Regions from separate parts of the Danio rerio genome. Here region 1 is linked to region 2. A link is a contact called in public Hi-C data. All regions are on one chromosome and are shown on one strand. The core of a region is the stretch at or near the end of the contact, and the rest is flanking DNA. Distances in the headings are between cores, read along the strand shown. Region 1 holds the start of ahrrb (aryl-hydrocarbon receptor repressor b). Region 2 overlaps exoc3 (exocyst complex component 3).

Evidence for each region. Hi-C and Micro-C count contacts between places; a contact is called where the count stands out from the background.
Region 1: a contact with region 2 is called in a Hi-C map of an unstated tissue, with 4 times the contacts expected there. The contact joins the promoter of ahrrb here to the enhancer-like site in region 2. A contact is called at or near these places in 3 of 18 Hi-C or Micro-C datasets (caudal fin, hematopoietic stem cells and an unstated tissue) and 1 of 4 datasets of contacts at active chromatin or transcription factors (caudal fin).

Annotation. Positions count from the first base shown.
Region 1 is chr2:53,561,466-53,567,926 of GRCz12tu, forward strand. ahrrb (aryl-hydrocarbon receptor repressor b) reads right to left here and starts at 4,991. Exons shown (of 8, transcript NM_001033920.1): 1 at 4,899-4,991; 2 at 1,678-1,859. The coding sequence starts at 4,960. mcm6l (MCM6 minichromosome maintenance deficient 6, like) reads right to left here. Exons shown (of 17, transcript NM_001025533.1): 17 at 6,401-6,461.
Region 2 is chr2:53,470,737-53,477,050 of GRCz12tu, forward strand. exoc3 (exocyst complex component 3) reads right to left here. Exons shown (of 13, transcript NM_212715.1): 9 at 6,123-6,264; 10 at 5,901-6,023; 11 at 5,501-5,662; 12 at 3,620-3,741; 13 at 2,195-3,087. The coding sequence ends at 2,892. Among named protein-coding and RNA genes, the nearest start is that of exoc3, 20 kb to the right of the region's middle. Within about 2 kb of position 2,250, at least 7 of the 62 cell types and tissues checked have an H3K27ac peak or open chromatin away from gene starts, as enhancers often do.

The DNA of each region.
Region 1 (6,461 bases), core at 3,741-6,240, 93 kb after region 2:
TAAAAGGATTACTTAGGCACATCACCTCAAAAACAGAAATGGCCCAGCATAAGGTAAGAGATGACAGCTGTCTGTGCTATCTGGGGCTGCTTATTGATCATAAATGTATTGTTTTCACTTCTGCGCCATGGAAACACCGCAATTCATTCGACAACTGTTTGATATGTGAATGCTAGAGCTGTATGAGCAAAGGCAAGTGCTTTCATTTGAGCTATAGCTTGTACATTTGTCATATATGAAATATGAAAAATATGAAAATGAACCAATGTTCAATACCCAGCTCGGGTATCCAAAATACTGTGTATTTAAGTGTAAAAAACTTTATGTGCATCAAATATAGATTCTACACCTTCAAACCAAACCACTTAAGGGGGTCTGGTGCAATGCTAGCCCTTTAAATCTTAAAGCGAAAGTCGATGACATCATGAATCCGGTACCGGAGTTTAACTGGTTTTAAATAGGAAAGTTTAAGTAGACCAAAAGATACTTAAAAGCTAGACACCATGCAGATATCCAAAGAAATTCAAAAACAAATGATAAAGAAAATAATTGAGATCTATCCATCTGGAAAAAGTTTTAAAACAAATTCAAAAGCTTTGGGACTGCAGCGAACCACAGAGAGAGAGAGTCATTGTGAACAAATCACAAAAACATAGAACAATGGAGAAAACAGCAATAACTTATCTAGGATGCCTGCAAGTTCACTTCTGAATGGATGAAAAAACAAAACAAAATAAGGACTTCGAAGAGGCCTAGTCAAAGTACTGACCTAAACCCAATTGAGATGCTGTGGCATGACCCTAAAAATGTGGTTTGTGGTTAAAAACCCTCCAATGTGGCTGAATCCCAACACTTCTGCAAAGATGAGTAGTGCAAAATTGCTCTACAGCATAGCAACAGACTCATTGCAAATTGCAGTCAAATGCTTGATTGAAATTGTTGCTGCTAAGGGGGGGCGACCAGTCATTAGGATTAGGAGACAAACACTTTTGACACAGGGCTATGTATTTCTGTATTTTGTTTTCTATAATGAACTTGCATTTCAAAACTGTATGATGAGTTAACTTGTGCTATCTTTGACTAAAATTTTAATTTGTTTGATAATCTGAAACTTTAATGTGTGACAAACAGCTAAAAAATAAGAAATCAGAAAGAGGGCAAACACTTTTTCACACTAGTGTATATCCATGTTCAACTTTAATAATTTGTTACTATATCATAAAGCCTTATTAATCACAAATACATAAAGAGCACAATTTATTTTTTCTACTTATCAAAAATAATGTATTTGAAGTGTTCAGACGCAAAATCTCTAAATGCCGTCTGAAACTGTCTTCTAAATAATAAGCTTGTGCTTCATCACAAACCGGTTAAAATCAATTGCTATTTTGAGTGTACACAGATTTTGTTAATTATGATCAGATTAAATGTATTTGTGTATCAATAATTGTTTTTAAAAGTTTAAGAGTGCAATTATACTGCTCCAAATAAATAAATCGAATTAAAACGTCATAATTCTGCTTTTTTATATACACATGACATCATTTAACCTTTCATTCTACAAGCAACTATTCATTAACATTCATCATTTATGACAGAAGAACGACAATCACCTAAACAAAGCATCACTGAAAAGCAACATTTAAACGCTAAAACTCCCAATGAAACACTCCTTACCTTGAAAAAAGCTCTTGACCCGCAGGAAGCTGACGCTGAGTCTCAGCACTGACAGTTTGTCCAGTTTAGTGATGACCTCTGCACTGAACGGCAGGAGACTCGCCAGCCGGTCCAGCTCTGCATTCAGACGGTCACGGTGCCGCTTGGATGGATTCGATTTCTGATCTGCTTTCTCTGGTTTCCTGATGATACAAACTATAATTTAACGTGACACTTCAAACACGTGTGGCATCCAAGCGACTAACTGACACGAACACCACTCACATATCAACACACTTACTAGCAGCTTGACACGCTGGTGGAATAATCGAATTATTAACGTGAACATGACATAACATTACACATTACATAATATGATTTATACTTTTGCCAAATATAATATATACTATAATATTTGTCTTACTGTTTTGGTTATTGTCATAAAATGGTCATGCAAGAACCCTGAAATAAATAAATAAATAAATAAATCTATATTAAGTCTATTATGATTACAACCACAAATAGTCACAATAACACTAATAATACAAAAAATAAGAACAGTAATCATAAATATTTTACTAGTAAACATATTAACAAAATGTATCTGTTATGTTGTATGATCAATGAATCATTTTGTTTTGTATGTATGAACAAAAATGTTATTATTTTTAATAATAACATTCTTTCTTGGTTTTATTTGTAATGACAGTGGTTAAATAATCATTAGTATTGTAAGCATACCAATAATTATATTTTACGTTTTATTTCATTTTTGTTTTTCAAAATGGTATTTATATATCTCTGTCATTGAGATCTTTTATTTGTCTTGCAAGTAAATAACAGTACTGATGAACTTCAGACCTTGATATTCCAGAAACATAATTTGTTGGGATATGATTAGATTGTGTTTGAATAACATTAGACAACATTTTTATAAGGAGAGTACTACAATGGGCATTTAAAAAAGGTACCACCAGAAAGAATTTTAAGTTACTTATATAAAATTTAAATGAAAAATATTTGTCTGTAACTTTTTATTGTAGTACGAATTTGTTTTTAATCATAAATTATTTTTATGTACAATTTTGCCATGAAAATAGCCCTAAGTTACTGATGTGGCAATTAAATAAAGACCTTGAAATTAAAATTAAATATTAATATTAATAATAATAATAATTATTATTATTATCATTATTATTATTTTACTATAAATATTATATAAATGACCAATTCTGTGCAAATGTAAACCTTCCCATGAAAAAAAAAGTATTCACCAAAATAGCGAAACCCTTTCCAAGTTTTTTGTGTAGGCTTGTATTTCACAGTACTGTAAAAATATTCATAAATGTCTACCAATGTTTTCAAACAACTATATTAGGTTTACTAAATTCACAAGTGGTAATTTCACGTCACATCTATGAAGCTTTTTCCTCATAAAGAAAAACATGTAAAATAAAATAAAATCAATCATGTTTGTTTAATAGAGAGCTAACTCTTATCTTTCTGATAAGCATTGTATATTTTGGGTTGTGCAGTTTAACACAGAATTTCTATAAAGTATAATGAATCTTGTAAACTCACAGACTTTTTGGTCACATCCGTAAAGCATGTCTAATTTCTTTATTTACATTATAATAAATATTTACAGATTGACATTTTTCAGACGTCGTAACTCTGTGGTTAGCTGTTTTGAGAAATATAAACAGATGCTTCAATATAATGTTCACATACTTTTTCTGTGAATTTATGTTTTGAGTTTTTACTGCAAATGTCACATCCATAATGCTGGAATTGCTCAAATGTTATTGTTAATTATACTACAATTTATAATAACAATATAAATATCACCATGCTTGAACATGAATCAACATTCAATTATAATTATTGATATCGAAAATTTCTTTTTTATAATCAATATATTCTTTATTATTTTTACATCAATAATTTATACATGTAAACATTCTTTTCTAACCACCCTCCACCCCTTTCCCACCCTCACAAGACAGAACACTTAAATAGACATACTGTAAATTAAGAGGAAATAAACAAACAATAACGACTAATAAAGGATTAAAGCAATAGTGTCATACTTTTCCATCCGTATTTTCAGTCTAAATTATTCATGTATTCAATAAATTTACCCCAAGTCTTCTTAAACATTAAAGAGTTTTTTTTTTAAGATTAAACATTATTTTTTTAACAGGAACATAAGAAGAAAGTTCTCTAAGCCATACAATATGACTTGGCGGTTCTACTGATTTCCAATGTATAGCAATACATTTCTTTGCTGCTATCAGAGCCATTTTAATTAAAACGTAAATTTTTCATTTGATTGTAACATAAATCTTGGATCAGGTAAAAGGTTAACATTGGCAATTTTACTAATAGTTTGTATTATTTTTCTCCAATAGGTTTTAAGTTTGGAACATGTCCAAAACATATGAAATAATGTACCAACCTCAATCTGACATCTAGAGCAACACTCTAAATTTGAATCACTTATCTTGTGCAATCGATCAGGTGTATAATATACCCTGTAAAATATTAAATTGTATTAATCTATGTTAATTATTAAACGAAAATGTTAAGGCACTTTTACAGATATGTTCCCAAGTATCTTGATCATAAATGCATTTTAAATCATTCTACCATTTGAGTCTTGAAGATGACACTACCATCCCACACAAGCCGTTAAGGTTGCTATACATATAAGACACAAATCCTTCGGGTTCTTTTCTCTTTCTTATAATAGCATCTATTGGGAGGGAAGAGAGAGGTCCTAAATTAACCTTTTGCATTGTGGTAATATAGTGTCTCACCTGAATATATTTTTAAAAATGTTTAACAGAAGGGGAAACTTTAATCTTAATTGTTCAAATGTCATTAGTATGCCCTGCTCAAATAAATCTCCAAACATAATATCGAAAATTTCTAATCATAATAAAGATGTTTCATCGTAGTTTTCTCTTTTTATTTAGTTCACTGACATTGAAGTTAACTTTAAAATCATCATGAACTTTAAATGTTGACAAACTATTCCTACTTTACAAATAGACATAAGTTAACGTATTTATTATCATCATACAGTGTCATTCTTCAGATTCATTGTACATATGAATATGGAACATTATCATTCATGATTACTACGCAAATTATTATTAATTACTGATTTTCCCATTATTGTTTTGTATTATTCGTACTACCAGAAACACAGACATGCTAATAAACTAACGTTACTCAACTGTTTCTGCACAGGTTTTCTCCTCTTTCTCCCAGCATACAGACAGTCTCCAGGTGGAATCATCTTCTCCAAATATCTTACAACTGACAGGCGCTGAAAACAGCTTTAATCATGTGAGAAAACATAAGAGAACAGAATCAGAATCAGAAGCGTATAAACAAAGACGCAGCAGAAGCCGTTACAAAAATTACCTCAGAGAAAATATAAACCGACAATTAGTCCTGCAGACAGTAACTGAACATAGATGAAAACTCACCAAAATCCACATACAGCCGACGATAACTTGAACTGACCTTGAATAGCTATTTTAATTTAAGGCAAACCATCCTAAAATGTCAAAATGACGGAATAAACTCTTGACTGAGCGGACACATCACTCGCGCGCTGTCGTTTTATAGTCACTCTGGCAGGCGCGCGCATTTATTACGCACGCACGCACGCACGCGCACAGACGCAATTCCCTATTCCAGTGCATACAGTAAAATCAACATTGTAATGTTAGGGTCTATCTGCTTACACCTACAATTCACAAATATACGTTGATATTATTATTATTATTATTACTATTTTATATATCTAATTTATATATCTAATTATTATATATCTAATTTGAAAATGCATAGGGTATTTAAGTCCACATGAAAAAAAATACTATAATTTGCAGTAAACACTAGTGTTTTTGAACCATATGCTATAAGTAAAACTTATTGTAATAAGTTCACAATGACCGCATACTGTAAAATCTTGAACATGCTGAAATAAACTACTGTAGCGTTTTAAACTGTGTGCAGTAGTACAAAATACCACTTTAAGATGGAGTAAACTTTGTGCAGTTGGAGGTAATTTGCATATATTACTATATGCGTTGTATTACTATTGCTTATTTTGCCATTATGCAACTATAATTACCACAACAGATTAATTGAAGTACTTGAGAGGTATAATTCAATAACTTTAGCATAGTATGACCCATGTAAATACAGCACCATTTAATACTACAAGTTAATATTCTACCTTTCCATGTGGGATAGTCTATGCCCATTAAAGTAAAGGTTAATTTACACAAAAGTTGAACTTAGACTATTAATATCATTCAAATTTTAATAAGCAATCAATATCTTCAAACCAGCTGGTGGCAATAAGGACCAGACAGTAAATCCAATTTATAATACATCTTATTTTCATTATGCTAAGTAGCTGTATAATTTATATTACATCTTATTTTCATTATGCTAAATAGCTGTATAATTTATAGCTGTATAATTATAAATCGTTCAGATCACTCAGATTATGCTACATTTCTTTAAATAAGACCTCCATCTAATACTCCACTTCTTATTACATTGAATTATACATCAGTTTTCACATTAGGATAGAAGGCTAAAACATGAAATGCCCAAATGTCCACCAATATAATGGCTTCAAACTACTGACAGCTATAAATATTGAGATGAACTGAAACATGCCGCCACCTAGTGTTCAAACAAACACATGGCAAAAGGATGCAAAAAAGAAACATTTATTTATCACTTTATTTTTTTCAGTAAAAATGATCAAGATTGGT
Region 2 (6,314 bases), core at 1,000-3,499:
TTAACATCAATGAATAATATTTTCACAACAATTAATAATATTAATCTCAGATTATAGCAATAATACCACTATTGCATTTATAAACATCGCTGTCAAATATAAACATACTGAGGTCACCATCAAGGAGATTTCAATTAACCCTTATAGGCTGTTGGGGATGTTTTCATCCGCTCTGGGGTGATTTTTGAGTCTTAATTTGGCCATAACTTTCTCTGTTTCGGCTAGCGAAACGATTTTTGGTCTTATCAAATCTTATTTTGACACATATTTTGAGAAAATGCTTTTGAAATTTTTAAAGAACTCAACAATCTTGGCAAATTTACTTCTATTTTTTATGTTTGGATGAAAACATCCACTGAATTAACTGCTGTAAAAATGCTTTAGATAAATATTTATATCTCCGTCCAGATCAAAACTGCTTAATTGTTTAGAAAACTACAGGATTTACTCTTTAACTGCCAGATTCATAAGTGATATTTCTGATTTGGTGAAAAAACACACAAAATGACATATTTTCAATATATAAATTAACTGTGGACTGGTTTTTAATCCTTTTATCACAGTCTTTGAAGCAACATTGCCTTTGCACTGTTTTTGATAGATTTAATTTTTTTCCTCAATTTGCTGTTGGTGGCTGTTTTTGCCCCATTGATTTCCTTTATAATCACATTTTTATTGTAAAACCATGACACCATATTATCATGGTTTTCCATGTTAGAAAGAAGTAAAATAAATAATTTTCACTGTTGATCATCAGTTGGCGCCATCAACCCTTTAGATAGGCCTGTGCAAAAAAAAGCTTAGTTTCTGGATTTTATATGGTGTATAAATTAATGTGTGTGTGTGTGTGTGTGTGTGTGTGAGACCTTTAGCACTTACCTTGATGTGTCTGAGAAAATCCAAGTATGCATCTCAGAACTACATGGAGTAACTAAAGCAAAGACTGTGTTTATGCACAAATGTGCTTATAATGGAAGACAATGGGGCTAAAACAGCCATCAACAGTCAATTAGGGAAAAATTGAAAATCTAACAATGCATCAAAGCCAATGTTTTATAGTGTTTGTGTCCAAGACTTTGATCAAAGTTGGATTTCTCTTATTTTTTCAGTTTAAAAAGTTTGAAGTCTTTGATAGTCTTAGACTTTTGCACATCTAACGGGTTAATGGTGCCAACTAATGATCAAGAGTAAAAATGACAAATTTTCACCCCTTTCCAACAGGAAAAACCACCAACAATCAAAACTGCATGATTATATGGTGTCATGGTTTTGCAATCAAATAAATGTGGTTATAATGGACGAGAATGGGGCAAAAACAGCCACCAACAGTAAATTAGGGAGAAAAAAAGAAAATCATTTAAAAACAATGCATCAAAGTCAATGTTGTTTCACATGTCCAAAACTTTGATAAAACCTAAAGAAAAATCCAGTCCACAATTATTTTTCATATTTAAAATACGTCATTTTGTGTGTGTGTTTTCACAAAATCAGTGACATAATTTATGAATTTGGCAATTAAAGAGTGAAAATCCTGTAATTTTCAAAGCAATTTAGTAGTTTATGCAAAAAAATATTTATCTGATGCATTTTCACAGCAGTTTAATTTACTGGATGTTTTCATCCGGAACATAACAAAAGGGTAGTAAATTTGAACAAAGCACAAGGGTTAAAATAAACATCACATGAAATCAAATAAAAATAAACTTGTTTTACTTTATATTTATTTTAGGTCTTTGTTTGTTTTTAATTAAATAAGAGGAAAAAAATCTTAAGAGATAATCAGACATCTAAAAATAAGTGTGATTAAAGTAATTAAATTGAAGCACTATATATAAAATCTACCATAGACTAATCTTAGAATTACATGTGAAGTCGCGTGATAGAGTAACCGTTTAAAATGTTTAGTTCTTAAAATATTATAATTATAAAGCATAGCAATAATCCAGTCTAAACACAACCACCATCACCATAATAATAATAATACAGCATGAGCGGCACGTCTGTCTTTTCTCACACAGAAAACCCCCCAAAGCCCCTCCCCCTTTCTATTCTTGCATGACCAATCAGAAGAGTGAATGGATTAAATATTTGAATAGTCACGCAAGCTGTCTGCGCTGATCCAGGGCGTGTGTGTGTGCAAACAGAGATGACCTACAGTTTAATCCAACACCATAAATCAGTGTGTGTGGGTCACTTAGTGTTAATCTGGATTTTATTGAAATGAAAACTGACAGTTCAGTGGTTCATTGCAGTTCATGAAAGCGTCCAGCAGGAGGCTTATTATAATAGTGTCAAACTCTAGTCGTGTGAAAAGCTAATTCACCGGTGACTGATGGGAAAGAAGTAACTGAAAGCAAATGACGCCTCTTAAAGGGACAGTTCACCCAAAAATGAAAACATACTTATGATTTCCTCACCCTCAATTCGCTCTAAACATTTGAGTTTTGTTAATACAACTGGCAACCATTGACATCCATAATAGGATAAAGACATACTACGGAAGTCAATGGTAACCAGTTTTCAACATTCTTCTAAATATCTTCTTTTGTGTTCATCAGTAGAAAGAAACTCAAACTGGTTTGTAACTAATGGAGGATGAGTAAATGATGGTGCACTGTCCACTAGGCTATCAGCACCATCGACTGAACTTGTATATGTTTTTAGGTGAACTATTCCTTTGTTTCATCTTTAAGTAGAACAAGCTAAAAGAAAAAAAAAACATGTTTCTGTACATCAAGTGATCATAAATCATCAGTAACTGTAACCTCAATAAGAGCTCCTGCCACTCATGTTTCCACTGTGCTGGCAGCAAACGCATTTCCAAAGTGCATTGAGGGAAGGAGTCAACACTCGGTTCTGTGACCTGTTAGTAGCTCAGCAAAGGCTCCAGGTTATTTCAGCAGTTTGGGCACAGCCATTGAGGTCATGGAGGTCATGCTGATGGTTGGCACAATGATGTCTCTGAAGACGGGCTGAAAGTTGGAGGAGGTGGACGGTTTGTTCTGGTTCAGAGTCTCTATGATGGTCTGTCTCATTTCTCGACTGGCATCTCCTCGGATGGCTAACAGCGCCAGGATGTGCTCCTCTCTATTAGAGGATGGAGAAAGAGATGGAAGAGTTATTGACAAATATCTTAATATGTCTGTGGAAATAAAAATGTACATAATCTGGTTTCATATAAACGATAATATATATAACTGAGGGGCGTCACGGTGGCACAGTGTGTAGCATGATCGCCTCACGGCATGTAGATTGCTGGTTCGAGGACCGGCTGGGTCAGTTGGTGTCTGTGTATAGTTTGCATGTTCTCCCTGAGCCCAGGGTTCTCCGGATTCCCCCACAAGTCCAAAGACATGTAGTACAGGTGAATTGAATAAACTAAACGGGTCGTAGTGTATGATCGTGAATGCAAGAGTGTATGGGCGTTTCCCAGCATTGGGTTGCAGCTGGAAGGGCATCTGCTGTGTAAAACATATGCTAGATAAGTTGGCGGTTCATTCCGCCGTGGCAATCCTTGATTAATAAGAGACTAAGCCGAAAATAAATCAATAAACTCGGATATCTCTACATAAAAAGGAAAGTGACACTTTTTTTATTCTCTACCACCACCGAGTCTGACCTGATGTCAGGATATTTGGAGACCAGGGTGGACACCTCCAGGTACAGTAGAGCAGGATCGGTCAGTTTGAAGACCTCAGCAATGGCATTGATGGAGTCACACAGCCGGTCTGTGTCTTCTCCCTGCGCACATACAAACACAGCAAACCTGACATTAACCTGATACAAAAAAATAAAACACTAGAACGCTTCCCTATGATTAGGGCATTTGCTAATCACAAATACTAATGTCTTGCTTTACTATTATTTTGCTCTTAAAAAAAGTAAATGATTAATTATTTGCTACTTTATTAAGTACACCTGTCCAACTGCTCGTTAACAGGAATTTCTAATCAGCCAATCACATTGCAGCAACTCAAGGCAACTAGACATGGGCTGTTTCTCAATATGCGTTCTTCAGCGGTCTTGCGTCCTTGTGTAACGTCATCATCAGCTGCCAAAGTTCGGTTCCAATACTTAAGACCGCAAGTACGGAGGACGTGTGAAACTTCCTGGATGTGTTCTTGATATCGAGGATGCACCGATGCAGACTTGAGCACCGATCTCGCTCTAGAAGTCCTTTAAGTCATTGCGACTGGATGTGGGAAGCGCAGAATTTTATTTAGATTTATTATTAAAGTTCAGAGATATAATTTATTTACCTCAGGAGTTTTCTCTAAATGAGATGGTGAATATAAACATCACTATGGACATCTTAATAAAGGAATAAACATTAAGGGTGTTTGTTTGCTGAAACTCGTATTAAAATCTGTTTTATTTATATTGCGCAACGTATATTTATAATGTTTTTATGCGTAGTATATATTTTGAAAAGGGCAAAAACAATAAATAGCTGTATGAATGCTGTAATGTTTCCATTAAAAACACAGGAAGGTTACGTTAACATCAGGAAGAACGCAGCATCTCATATCTCACAGGACGCGTTCTCTGTTCTTGTGGTCTCTCGAGTTCTTTCTTCCGAGGACACCTGGCAAGACCGGTCTCCACTACAATGCAAGTCCGTTCTCTGCTTTCTTGGAATTGAGAAACAGGCCTGGTCAAGTTCAAACCGAGCATCAGAATGGGGAAGAAAGGTGATTTAAGTGACTTTGAATGGTTCAGGCTGGTGGTGGTGGTGGTGTAATGGTCTAGGGCAGGGGTGGGCAATCTCGGTCCTGGAGGGACGGTGTGCTGCACAGTTTAGCTCCAACCCTAATCAAACACACCTGCTTATAGATTTCTTGTGATCTTAAAGACACTAGTTAGTTTGTTCAGGTGTGTTTGACTAGTGTTTAAACAGAACTCTGCAGGGACACCGGCCCTCGAGGATCAAGTTTGCCCATCCCTGGTCTAGGGGATATTTTCTTGGCACACTTTGGGACTATTAGTACCAATTGAGCATCATGTCAATGCCACAGCCAACCAGAGAATTGTTGCTGACCATGTCTATCACTCTATGACTACAGTGTACTCATCTTCTGATGGCTACTTCCAGCAGGATAACACGCCATGTCATAAAGCGTGAATCATTTCAGACTAATTTCTTGAACATGATAGTGAGTTCACTGTACTTAAATGGCCTCCAGTCACCAGACCTCATTCCAATAGAGCTCCTTTGGGATGTGGTGGAATGGGAGATCTCTGAGGAGTATTTCCACTATCTTGATAAATCTATGCCACAAAGGATTAAGGCAGTACTAAAGACAAGAGTGGGTCCAACCCGCTACAAGTAAGGTGTACCTAATAAAGTGGCCAGTGAGTGAATAATTTGCTTTTGCAGTACATTTGGAGTATAACCCATGGCACATTGGCTCTGATTATATCTCTAAAAGCACAGTGTATATCTAACCTGATCATTTAAAATAAACATATAAAACAACAAATGCTGACGTCACAGACTCACAGCAGAAAGTTTCCTGAAGAGGAACTTAAACTGTTCTGCTTCCTTCATCATGCGATCTGCTCCCTCTTTCCTCTCGTCTGCATTCTTAAAGGAGATGCGCTTATACATGATGGCTTTAAGATACTCAAACACCACCCGCCGATGAGCCACGCTTGTCATTTCCTGCTCAATACACACACAGACACAACATTAATCACTAACCTCTGTGTTTCTTTAATATTGTATAGTGACTAGGAATGTTACTTTTACATTAGATTACCGTTTTTACTAGTCAAATAAATGCAGTCTACGTAAGCATGACTAAATAAATGTGGTCACAACATTAATAACAAACAAGACAACACTATACAACTATATTACAGTGCACTTGTACTTGTTCTGGTTCATTTATTGTGCAAACCTGATTATAAGGCTTTTTAATTTTGGCAAAGTCATTAAAGTAGTCCTCCACGGTCACACAGATGGTGTCAACAGCATGTGTGCCCGTCAGCCACTTCCGGGTCAGCAGTTCATTAAGATGATGCTGTGTAGAGACACACACAGAAAATGAGTCATAGTTAAACATGCTTATCCTAGAGACCAAACCCCTGACAGCACATCATAACAACAGGAGCATCCTCACCTCCAAATCCAGAAAGACTTCATCCAGCAGGAACTGACAGCCCTCTTTAGCCACGTCATTCAGGAGCTTGTCTATGGTGGCGTCGTCCTGCGTGGGTTCATGAGACTGAGAGTACTTCCTTTTCAGGCTGTTTATAGACTCTCTAAAAGCAAACATTTTCTGATTAATTCATTAGTTTGATTTACACTAGCA